Regions from separate parts of the Mus musculus genome. Here all the other regions are linked to region 2. The links are chromatin contacts, called in public ChIA-PET maps. All regions are on one chromosome and are shown on one strand. The core of a region is the stretch at or near the end of the contact, and the rest is flanking DNA. Distances in the headings are between cores, read along the strand shown. Region 1 overlaps Dync2li1 (dynein cytoplasmic 2 light intermediate chain 1). Region 2 overlaps Lrpprc (leucine-rich PPR-motif containing). Region 3 has its middle 29 kb from the start of Gm46582.

The links. ChIA-PET counts read pairs in DNA pulled down with a chosen protein or histone mark.
Region 1: a contact with region 2 is called in an RNA polymerase II ChIA-PET map of memory CD8 T cells, with 11 read pairs. The contact joins two enhancer-like sites. A contact is called at or near these places in 4 of 39 promoter capture datasets (the 3T3-L1 cell line, hippocampal neurons and liver), 1 of 484 Hi-C or Micro-C datasets (nephron progenitors) and 2 of 115 datasets of contacts at active chromatin or transcription factors (embryonic stem cells and memory CD8 T cells).
Region 3: a contact with region 2 is called in an RNA polymerase II ChIA-PET map of memory CD8 T cells, with 30 read pairs. The contact joins two enhancer-like sites. A contact is called at or near these places in 1 of 39 promoter capture datasets (the HPC-7 cell line), 1 of 15 datasets of contacts at CTCF or cohesin (pro-B cells), 16 of 484 Hi-C or Micro-C datasets (CD8 T cells, the G1E-ER4 cell line, the HL-1 cell line and 12 more), 3 of 115 datasets of contacts at active chromatin or transcription factors (effector CD8 T cells, epiblast stem cells and memory CD8 T cells) and 1 of 9 other capture datasets (liver).

What each region holds. Positions count from the first base shown.
Region 1 is chr17:84,632,011-84,635,759 of GRCm38.p6, reverse strand. Dync2li1 (dynein cytoplasmic 2 light intermediate chain 1) reads right to left here. Exons shown (of 13, transcript NM_172256.2): 4 at 2,172-2,241. Among named protein-coding and RNA genes, the nearest start is that of Dync2li1, 7.4 kb to the right of the region's middle. Within about 2 kb of position 2,084, at least 45 of the 459 cell types and tissues checked have an H3K27ac peak or open chromatin away from gene starts, as enhancers often do. A contact at or near this core is called in memory CD8 T cells, where this site is marked.
Region 2 is chr17:84,756,595-84,760,399 of GRCm38.p6, reverse strand. The region is part of intron 14 of Lrpprc (leucine-rich PPR-motif containing); the gene reads left to right. Among named protein-coding and RNA genes, the nearest start is that of Lrpprc, 32 kb to the left of the region's middle. Within about 2 kb of position 1,764, at least 34 of the 459 cell types and tissues checked have an H3K27ac peak or open chromatin away from gene starts, as enhancers often do. A contact at or near this core is called in CD8 T cells, Th1 cells, effector CD8 T cells and 1 more, where this site is marked.
Region 3 is chr17:84,843,325-84,846,987 of GRCm38.p6, reverse strand. No RefSeq gene overlaps it. Among named protein-coding and RNA genes, the nearest start is that of Gm46582, 29 kb to the right of the region's middle. Within about 2 kb of position 1,882, at least 75 of the 459 cell types and tissues checked have an H3K27ac peak or open chromatin away from gene starts, as enhancers often do. A contact at or near this core is called in CD8 T cells, Th1 cells, effector CD8 T cells and 1 more, where this site is marked.

The sequences.
Region 1 (3,749 bases), core at 835-3,334, 120 kb after region 2:
GAGGAACCCAAGAGGCTACCATTGGTGATGACAGTTGTGGAGGGTGTGTGTGGGGTAAGGCTAGTGTGCTTTTCAGTTTGGAAGACTCTTCAGCTAAGAGAGGATTGACAAGGCTAAGTAGCCATGCAGTTTGAACCTGTGTGATCCAGGACCACCCCTCAGGACTGCCCACTGGGGCGTCTCCCCATTGTCAGCAAATGCTCTGAAGAGCAAGCACTTTTGTGCTGTACAAGGAGCTGTTGTGTGTTACATCTAGAACTCATAATAAAATATTTAACCTGACAAAGATGTGAGGCTCTGAGAAGAGATTTAGAAAGTCCCCGTGTTACAGTCCAAAGTTTAGAGGAAAAACAGGTGACAGGCAGTCGTCACCTGGGATTTCATGTGCCTGCTGCCATGAACGAGGATGGTGGATAGTAGTTAAGCTCATTTTAGACGAATATATGCTATTTTCCTTTCCTCGGGACAAATTCTCATAATCTCTAAAACCATTTTACTGTTGTTGATACTCAATCACTAATGTTTGTGGAATCAATCAGTTTTCACTGGAAAATCTCCTTTGCTTCACAATGTGACAAAGGAAGGCTTTACTGCCCTTCTCAGAAGTCAAGATTGTGAGAGCGGTTTCAAGTTTCCCATAAAAAGGATAGCTCACATCATAAACTATGTGAACCACAAAATGAGATGCTCCTCCTGCATCTCAGTGTGTCCTTTTCTTCTAATTTCCCAGTTTTAATAACCCACTTTTGTAGGTAGATCTGGAAACCAATAGCAGGCACTTTCGATTCTTGTACATTTATGTGTCGTATAACTCTTTCTTTTCTCTTTCTTTCTTTCTTTCTTTCTTTCTTTCTTTCTTTCTTTCTTTCTTCCTTCCTTCCTTCCTTCCTTCCTCCCTCCCTCCCTCCCTCCCTCCCTCCCTCTTCCCCTCTTTCTTTTTCTTTTTTCTTTCTTTTTCTTTTTCTTTTCTCTCCTTCCTTCCTTCCTTCCTTCCTTCCTTCCTTCCTTCCTTCCTTCCTTCCTTTCTTATTTTATGAGACAAGGGCTCACTACACAGTCCTGACTGGACTGGAGCTTACTACATGGACTAGCCCGACTTTGAACTCACAAAGATCCACCTGCTTCCACCTCCTGAGTGCTGGGATCATGGGTGTGTCCTACCAAACAGTTCTTTAAGACACTCTCTAGTGGGAGAACATTGGAACTAGATCATTCTCTACAAATGTGCTTTTGTATGGAGTAGTAGGACCTTCTCTGGCCTGTTCTTCCCACACCTATGTTTGAGAAATGGTCCCCTAGGAATTTCTGTCCCCACACCACATGTGACTCTACTCTAGGTCAGGCAGGCACGCTCCAGGCAGGCCTCACGCCCAGGAGCAGAGTGGACAAATACAGTGATTCCAGGCTTTTCTGTGTGGCTTTTGTTGGTGGGGTTTGTCTTCTTGTCTTTCTTTTGTTTGCTTCAGCTCCCCCCACTTTTGAGAGAGAAAGAATCTGAAGCTGGGGGAGTGGAGGGGGGGGAGTGGAGGGGGGGGAGGCTCTGGGAGGCTTGGAGAAGGGGAAGTATGCTCCACATACAGTGTGCGTATAGCAAGTCTAGAGATAATTCGTAAATTATGAGAACGGAGGCAGTTATTTTTATTTGAAAAAGAGAAAAAGTGCCATCTATATTGTAGGTGATCAAAGAACCCTAGACCATCAAGCTCCAAAGAAATCTCACTTCATGCTGGGCCTGCCGTCACATGTCTGTCTATAACTTATTGATACTCAGAAGCTGAGGCAGGAGAGTTGCAAACTTGGGGCCATCTGGGCTACATAATGAGTTTCAGGCCCGTCTGAGATACAGAGTGGAAAAAGAGACAAAACCCCAAGCCCCAAAGTGAAAACACCACACACGAAACAAGGAACTCACTATCAGAGGGGCAGAAGTCGGCCAAAGAACTGTACGGACATTGTAAATAAATCTTTTCAACATTTTAAGGTACAAAAGAGAAAGCTGAAATGTTCTCTCAGATTACACGGACTTCCTGCCAGCTGAGCTGCACGTGAGGTTAAAACCCACATCTGTGCCAGGCACCACTGGTGGGCTTCCTGTTTGCAGATAACGTAAGCCATCTCAGCACCATGGCCTCCCACCTGAGGCCTGGGACAGGACTTCAGGACGGACTCACCGTGTTGTGCCCCTTGGTCTTCCTTCCGTACGTGTACTCCAACGCTAAGGTCGGCTTTGCTGACTCATCCCTGCACGATAAAGGCAGACGCTATTAGCATGATGGTGGGTCATTCTCACCTCCTCTTAAACACTTTGTGAATAATATCGAATATTTTATATTAATAATGAATACTAGCACCGAGGTAAAGCTATAATAATGTTATTCCACAAGACACAAACAAGCCCCTCAAACACTGTCCTGGGGGCTGTAGTGGCAGAGGCGGGAGTGAACAACGATGCCCGATGCCCAAATGGATGGCTGCTTTGCGGGGCCAGCGGAGACACAGCGAGCGGGCAGCGCCAAGGGCCATGCTCTGTCCCCAGCTCTCTGATCCCATGCCATGTGGGGAATACTGACTCGTTGGATCAGCCTCAATGTCTGAGCTGAGAACCAAATGCCAGGCACCGAGTAAGGACACAGTGGGAGATTTTTATGTTGTTCTTTATTTCAAATCTCAGCCAAAATATGAGAGTTGAAAAAAAAAAACCTATATGAACAAGGACATAAAACCAACAAATGATTTGGAAGATATTTAAATGATTTAATAAATTACTTATATAACTTTAAATTATTTGGAAAGCAATTAATGGTATATATTTGTTTTAAATGTTGTAAGAAAATATATGCACTAAACCGTTTTGGCATACCTTTTTAAGTGTGCAGTTCACAGTGTGAAGCACCTTCATTCACACTGCTGTGCACCCAAGCCTCGTGGCTTCTCAACTCCGTATGCACTGAATAATGTCCCACATCCTTCCCTCCCAGCCTCAGCTTCTCCCCTCACTTCTGCTTCTCTGAGACTCACTGCTTGAGGACCCCATACAGAAGGAATCAGACAGCTTTGTCTGTTTGGTGACTGGCTCATTTCACGTAGCATAGTGTCTTCAAAGTTCACACACATTATAGAATATGAAAGAATGTATTTCCTTTTTAAATAAAAGACTTCTTATGTAGATGAGTAGGGCCTGCACGCATGTGTGTGCACCATGTGCATGTGTGTATACACCATGTGCACGTGTGTGCACCGTGCACCGTGAGCATGCCGGGTGCCTGTGGAGGTCAGAGGATCTGGATGCCTCGGAGTTACAGATCGTCGTGAGCTACCGTGTAGGTGCTGGGGAGCAAGCCTGGGTCCTCTGCAAGGACAGCAGGTGCTGCCCAATTCTGGATTTCTTTCCCTTTCGAGGTGGAATAATATTATATTTAGTTCAAACTAGGAGAACAAAGACCACAAATTTAGAATTTCTATTTGTTGAATATTTTGAACTTTATCTTGGCAGATATTCTTGGTATACACACCAAGTATTATTTAGTTATATTTCCTTAAAGATATAGCTCTTTTAGGAAGCAAAATACTTCCCCTGAAATAAAACATCTAACATGGTTAAACCACAATTTGAAAAATCGTTCCGTTTCTGGGTACACCACAAGAAAGCCTAAGTGAACAATTCCCGCCCAGTGTCACAGCTTGTAGTGCTTTGAACTAGTGTTACACTGGATGGTTTATTATAGGAAACACTGATCACAATCATTGCT
Region 2 (3,805 bases), core at 515-3,014:
ACAGTTGCTGTGTTGGTAATGAAATGTAAAGGACGGCACGTGTCTGTCCTTGATGAACGGCAAGATCCCTTCTCACTTACACCTCAGCTCATCAGTGTGTCTTTTGATCTCAATATTTTTTAGTCAGTTTGAATGGCATTTTTCAAAATTTCTAGACTTGTGGAATACTTGCATCATAAAGCTAAGCCAATGTGGTAGGAGCAAAAATCTTAACCGGTACAGCCTGCTACTTGCCTGGGGCAGAAGTTGAGCTGACTGAAGTCTTACAGCTTGTTGACCCTGGAAGATGCCGACTGCTTGCTGTGTTTTCTCTGATCCTGCTGACTCATGGCCTTCTCTATCAGTGGCTTGTTGGAGATGCAATAAAATTTTAGGTTGAAGTAACATTATCCATAAGAATATAGACGTCAAAAATATTTATAACTTTAGGGTCACTACTTCTACTTCACCCCAAAACTTAACAAAAATTTAAAATTACACGAGGGTAATTACAGTCCTTTATGTCAACGTTAATATAGTCAAGTCTTTAATGTGTTGTTAGAATAAATAGCAATATATTTTAAAATGTTGCAGAACATTCTGTGTAGTAGTCAAGCCACCTATTTTGTGTACTTTGGAGAGTCCTGTTATATGTGATCAAATTTAGAATAGAATTAGAATTGACTCAGCACTGAAAAAAAAACCAGAGACCAACCAGCCAATCAACCAAACAAAAAAGCCCAATGTTTTGGGCTGGAGAGACGGCTCAGCAGTCAAGAGCACTGACTGCCCTTCCAGAGGTCCTGAGTTCAATCCCCAGCAACCACATGGTGACTCATATCCATCTGTAATGGGATCTGATGCCCTCTTCTGGTGTGTCTGAAGACAGCCACACTGATGGCCTTTCTCAATTGGGTTTTCTTCTTAGAGGACTCTGCCTTGAGTCAAGTGGTTAGAAGTCTACCTAACACACTTTCCTTTTTAAATACATTATTATTGTTGGGTAGGGGACGGTGCATGTGGGCTTCAGAGGAGCTGATGTTCTCCCTTCACCTTACTCTCCATCCAATGTGCATCACGGGCTGTGCTGTGAGCAGCCTTTACTTGCCACGCCAGCTTACTGGCTTGTGTCTCCATCTCTGGCCTACCGAATGCAGTCTTCTGAAACCCATGCAGACCTTAAGCTTCCTGTGTGGCTGAGAGTGGCCTTGAACTTGTGATCCTCCTCCCACCTCCGGTGCTGGGATCATAGGTAGTACCACCCCTTCCGCTGTGTGCCACCTGAGATACATGCCCAGCCCATTTCATAAGAATTTTGAGAGTGCTGGAAAGCCGCTCCGGGAAGGGCTGTTAGGTACCACCAGCCCTGGCCATGCCTGCTGCAGGGAACCTGGCTGTGGGGCCTTCGGAAAATTGTTAAAACATGCAATGCTGTCTTTCCAAAGATAAAAACCAAAAAACATTTAACATTAGGGTATGCCTCTATATATGGTTTTCTACTTTATAAATTGTTTAATAGCATACATAGATAAAATCACTTAAGTTTCAGTCATTTAAGTTTAAAGCCTTTTTTTATTATAATGAGATTTTCTACTTCAAATTTTCTAAAAAAAAATGAAGCTGCACAAAAAATATTTTGAGGCCTTAGGACATACATAGCTGAGTTTGTAGATTGCTTGCCCAGCACGCCGTTTCCCTGAGTTGGCCCCTAGCGCCACGTGAAGTGGATGGAGCAAGATGATCTGTGCCTGTGATCTCAGCCCTCTGGAGGTGGAGGCAGGAGCATGAGCAGTCAGCACATCCTCTCGGGCTTCACACATGTAAATAAGTCACAGTTGGAGCTCTCAGTCAAACGTAGGATGCGGTTTTGTTTAGAAAGAGTAAGACTTTTCTTTCCTCTTACCAACGGTAAAACAAAAGTGTAAGTGGAAAGGAGCCGAGGGCTCCCTTGGCTTGTGGTTGAAAGTCCTGCCATTGTGGGAGGCGGCTTCTGCACTCAAGTCAGCAGCCCCTTGAGGAGATGTTAAAGCACTGGGAAGGGGCAGACCAGGGTTCTCTGCGTAAGAGCTCTTTGGTCAGGATGGACTTTGTGACTTAATTCACAGCACTCTGAACAGTCTGGGTGTTGTTTGGGAAGGTTGCCAGCCATACGTTGAAATGAAAGATCTGGTTTCTTGAACCTAAACTGTGTAAGTCATTATTACCCTTACTGGAGTCATCAAATCAATGCCAGATCTTCAGGTCCTCTTTGTAAACAGAGGATGAGATGCCGTTGATGTTGTCTGACCTCACCAGAACTGAGAGATGGGATGTTTGCTCCTAATTCCTAATTGGTATAGGAAATGCGCCAAAGGCTTAAGCAGAAGGCGTCATGGGGAAATAAGCCCAGGTCACTGTGTTGGTTTTGTCTTTTGTCTCATTGTTGCTCCCCTTGGCCATCAGAAGGTCTGTCTGCCCTGTCTGTCTGTCTGCTCCATTTCTAGCTTAGCCACGCAGACTTTAAAGGAGGAGCTGGTGGAGAGCTGTCAGCAGCACAGACCTTGGAACCCAGACACCTCTGACCTTAAACTCCATAACACGATCCAAATGTTAATGTCTTCTTACAAATTGTCCTCCCAAACTCCATTATCACTCTAGAAAAAGCTTGCTTAAAACCGGTAGTCAATCCACAGCAGAAATAGTACCAGTGTTTTTTCAGTCCTATTCTTCACAACAAAACAAACCCATCCTTAAGTAAAACAGACTAAAATTAAGGGTAGTGTAGGAAAAACAACAACAAAACTGTCCTTTACAAGTTCTGTCTTCTCAGAAATTTAATTTGTGGGTAAAACAGAAGCAAGAATTATTTGTTAATTTATTAGTGGCAGATGCCAAGGTTCATAGCCGTGGTATCTGGGTTCAAATGGTTTCTTTTCTGTTTTCTTTTTAAGATTTATTTATTTAATTTATGTATATGAGTACATTGTAGCTGTCTTCAGACACACCAGAAGAGGGCATCAGATCTCATTACAGATGGTTGTGAGCCACCATACGGTTGCTGGGAATTGAACTCAGGTCCTCTGGAAGACCATTGAGCCATCTTTCCAGCCCAGAAGAAGGCATTCTTAATAGTGTAAAATTGCCACAGAAGCTGAGTATATACAGCTGGACCTGAGGACAAAGCTCAGCGGTCATGGCAAGTCCACATTCATTTATGGTCCTGTTTTTAAAATGGTGTGTCATTTAAACAGGCCATATTTAAGTCTAAGATTTTTCTTTGTTTCAATGAATTGATTTCAAGTTTTATAATACAAAGAATCCACATATACCCTCTAGAGTATAGTATCTTGTCTCATCATTTGTACTGCCTCTATGTCTGTCACATTGTGCGTGGGTGGGGGGCGGGCAAGGAGAGGGTGTTTGTGAATTACTTAAGCTTAATCGTGTGGCCATCCTCTACCATTTCGTATTTCAGTATGTAGTCTAAAAAGACAAGGATGTTCTTTCATGTAACCTCAGTTAACAAAGTTAGGAAGTTAAGCATTCCTGGGCTACTTTTAGCTAACATATAGTTTATGATTCTGTTTTAAAGTTTATGTCCTTTTTCATATTTTATTACCTTTTTGTACAAAGTCCTATTCAGGGATGGATATTAGTTGCCACTTATTTAAAATTTTCTCTAATCTGGAATACCTTTGTCTTTTATGACACTAGCAGTTTTTTACAGACCGATCTCTCACAGTGGTTCCCTGTTGAGCTGCAGGCTGTGTGTCCTGTGCTAGATTGCTTTTTCAGGGAGCTGCATCCAAAGACATAGTTATCCATGGCACTCGGGAGTGAGTGATAC
Region 3 (3,663 bases), core at 633-3,132, 86 kb before region 2:
ACCCTTTTCTGGTGTGTCTGAAGACAGTAACAGTGTATTCAAATATATAAAAATAAATAAAACTTTAAAAAAAAGGTGTTGTTGTTGTTGTTGTTTTTCTCAAATAAAAACAACATTATAAGATGTGGCATTATAAACCATGAAAAATAAAGCAATATCTCTTGTAGTTTTTTAAAATCAGGATCCCTAGTTTGAATCCTATGACACGACTCAAGTATGACCCGCACGCTCTACCCAGCAATAGCCTTCAAGGCAGGGAACTGAGACAGAGGCAGAGGTGGTTTGGAACTGTTATAATCACATAGGGGAAGATGTGGAAGATTTCAACCAGGGTGATGTCTGTGGATGCTCTGAGAAAAGATTAGGTTCTGACACTAGATAATAGTAATACGGCTACTAGATAATAGATAGTACTGTTGTGGTTGTTGTTGGGGGTAGAATACATGCCACAGTGCACATGTGGCAGTTGGAGGGCAACTCCGTGGAATCAGTTCTTTCCTTCCATCTGTGTGAGTTCTGGGATGAAACTCTGGTCCCCGGCTTGGGCCGCAGGCATGATTATCAGCATCTTCTGGATCCCCATACCGGATTGTGAAAGTAGAGTTAAAAGGATTTGATCAAGAATTGACTGCGAGGACTGGAGAGACAGGGCAGTAGTTATGAACACTGGTGTTCCCGTAGATGACCCAGGTTTGTAATCCAACACCTACACCACCTCACAGCACCTCCAGTTCTAGGGGGTCCTATGCCCCCTCTGGCCCCCACAGACACTGCATGCACGTGGTGCACACCGAGACAAGCAGGTGCACACATATATACATAAATAACGATGATAATGATCATCTTTTAAAAATTTTTATTGTTGAGTTTGAGGCCAGCCTGGTCTACAGAGTGAGTTCCAGAATGCCCAAGGCTACACAAAGAAACCCTGTCTTGAAAAACAAAAACCACAACAAACAAATAAACAAACAGAAAATGACAAGACTTTTAGCCTGAGTGTTCACTCGTATGCAGGTAATTCAAATTTGCATCGTAGATATTGAGTCTGGTTGCGAGATTATTAATGTATGTATTAGGTGTCTAAAGAAACCATTCAGACAGACAAAATGCCTAGACATTGGGATGCAAGCACTCAGTAGTTTCCATCTGTGCGTTACACTGCTTAAGTTGTCTCTGAATAATGTAAAATAGAATAAAATGCTATGGAATCAACTAGCAAGTGTGAGAATTAGCAAGCTGGGGTGATTGTCCTGAAAACCAGTCCAATGCAGAGCCATCAGGCCAAGAGACAAAGCGTTCTTTTTTCATCAGCTGGACTGTTGGGAGTCAGGGATATTTAACTCCGGTGTGGTGAGAAACTCACTGGCCCCTTTCAGGGTCCCTGCCTTCCTGTTGACCTGCTGGTTGGAGTTGCATGGGTTGTAAATGACGCTTCTGGAAGAGATGCAATAGACAACTACAGTATAGACAGCAGCTGTGCTCCAGAGACTAGAACATGTCTGAGTAAAGAGAGTGTTGGTAGGCTAATATCGGGTGTTTTTTCACTAACTGTGGCCTTTTCACAGTTGCTGCTGGCTCCTCCCTCTCTCTTTATCCCACTAAAAAATGGCTGAGATCACAGAGCATACCCACGCCAGCACTGCTATGCTGTTCAACCAGGGTGTTTCTCAGAGCTACAGTGTTTGCCTAGCTTGCATGAGGCCCTACATTCAATCCCCAGCCACACACATGCATCACGTACCCTGTTCAAATATATCTCAGGCGTGATAGCTTGTCTGAAACTCAGAAGCACAAAGGAAACCGCACTGCAGCTAAGAGCCTTCCTCCGATGTGCCTTGCAGAAGGTTCCCACATCCCCGCACAGGAAGCGTCTGAACTGCATAGACGTAGAATAGCCACATCCTGCACATGGACCGCTGAGGCTGAACCACCAGCTCACTGCCTAAGCAGTGCCCTAGCGCAGATGCACTCTCAGCGCCCATCTCCCTCTCCAGCCTAGGCATGGCGCGCTGGCTCCAACATGGCCAGCTATCCGTCCTTGAGGCTCCTCCAAGGGAACCGTCCACAGGGTTTGCTCTTGTGACTCACAGTTTACCTGTTCTCCTCTTCTTGCTAATAACAGGAAAGTGATTCCTTCTTTTGACCAGAATCTAACAAGGTCTGGGTCCTTGCTTCTCCCTGATGGTCAGTCCATATGTGACCCATGCTATTGCGTCATCGAGCTTTATCCATTGAAGCTCGTTATCGTGTCTTCAAAAGTGTTCTCTTTACATGCAAAGCATCCCTGGTTCCTCCTCTGTGCTCTCAGGACCAGGGTTCTAGATGTCTTCCTGCCAGTCAGCCGTCCTGCTTCATTGATGTCTGCTGTAAAACCTAAGTTCTGATTTGACCACACATCCATATGTAATTTCTCCTCCCATGCGTGTACATATTCAGAATTTCATCTCACATCAATAGTTACAGGAATTGTAAACTGCTCCAAAGACTGGATTTGAGCTATTGCTGTATAGGATATGTTTTTTATTTATTATTTATTATTTATTTTGGGAATGTATTTGGGGGAGCTTGCTTTCTTTTATAGATTTATTTTTATTTCATGTGTATGGGTGTTTTGTCTGCATGTATGTCTATGCACCACAGGCATGCAGTGCCGGCGGAGGTCAGAAGAGGGTGTTGGGTCTTCTGGAAGTGGAGTTACAGGTGGTTGTTAGCAGCTAACATGGATGCTAGGAACGAAATCCAGGACCTCTAAAAAGCAACAAGTACTCTTAACTGCTGAGCCATCTCTTTAGCCCCTTTCTTCTTTACTTTCTTTTCTTTTCTTTCTAATTGGTCTGGGATTTGCTATGCAAACCTACTAGACTGGTGTTGCAGTTTGCTGTAATCCTCCTGCCTCTATCTTCTTGATGCTAGGATTACAGGTGAGCATCACCAAACCTGGCTGGGAGGTTTTTGCTTTGAGACATGGTCTTAGGCATCCCAGGGTAGATTTGAACTCAGTACACAAACAAGGATGACTTCGAATTGATCCTCCTGCATCTACCTCCTGAGTCCAGGAGAGTGCCATTACACCAGTTTTTAGCAGTGTTGAGGCTCAAACTCAGAGCTTCATGCCTGCTAGATAAGTACCTTATCATCTGAACTATGTCCCCAACTCTGGGAAGTGTTGACCTTCATGGCGTTGATATATTTAATAAGACATAGTAGAGATTTGATCACATCTTTATAATTTAGTAAAACTTAAAACCTTAGCTCTTACTGTGGTACAAACACAGAATAAGAACAATTTTTGGACATTGGAGTTCATTGTAATAAGGCTGTACTTCAATGTCCCTCACATCACCAAAGTATTTTACCTCCATAGTAGATAAGCTAAGAGTTGACAGTTCTGCTGTGCCAAGAAATGAATTGCAGGCACGATTTTTGGATACAGATTTCCTGCTATGGTCAAAGCTATTTGACCTAAGTGATTGTCATCATTCTTGGCCCACAAGGAACAGGTTACATTCGTTTAAGAAATGGTGTGTATATTAAGATGGTCTATCCATGAAGTCATTCATCAACTGTTTCAATGAACAATGGCTCTGCTTGGAAGGTGGCACAGACGTTAGGTGAGGGTAAGATTCTGGTTCATTGGCTATGATGATTTTGAAAAGCATTCAT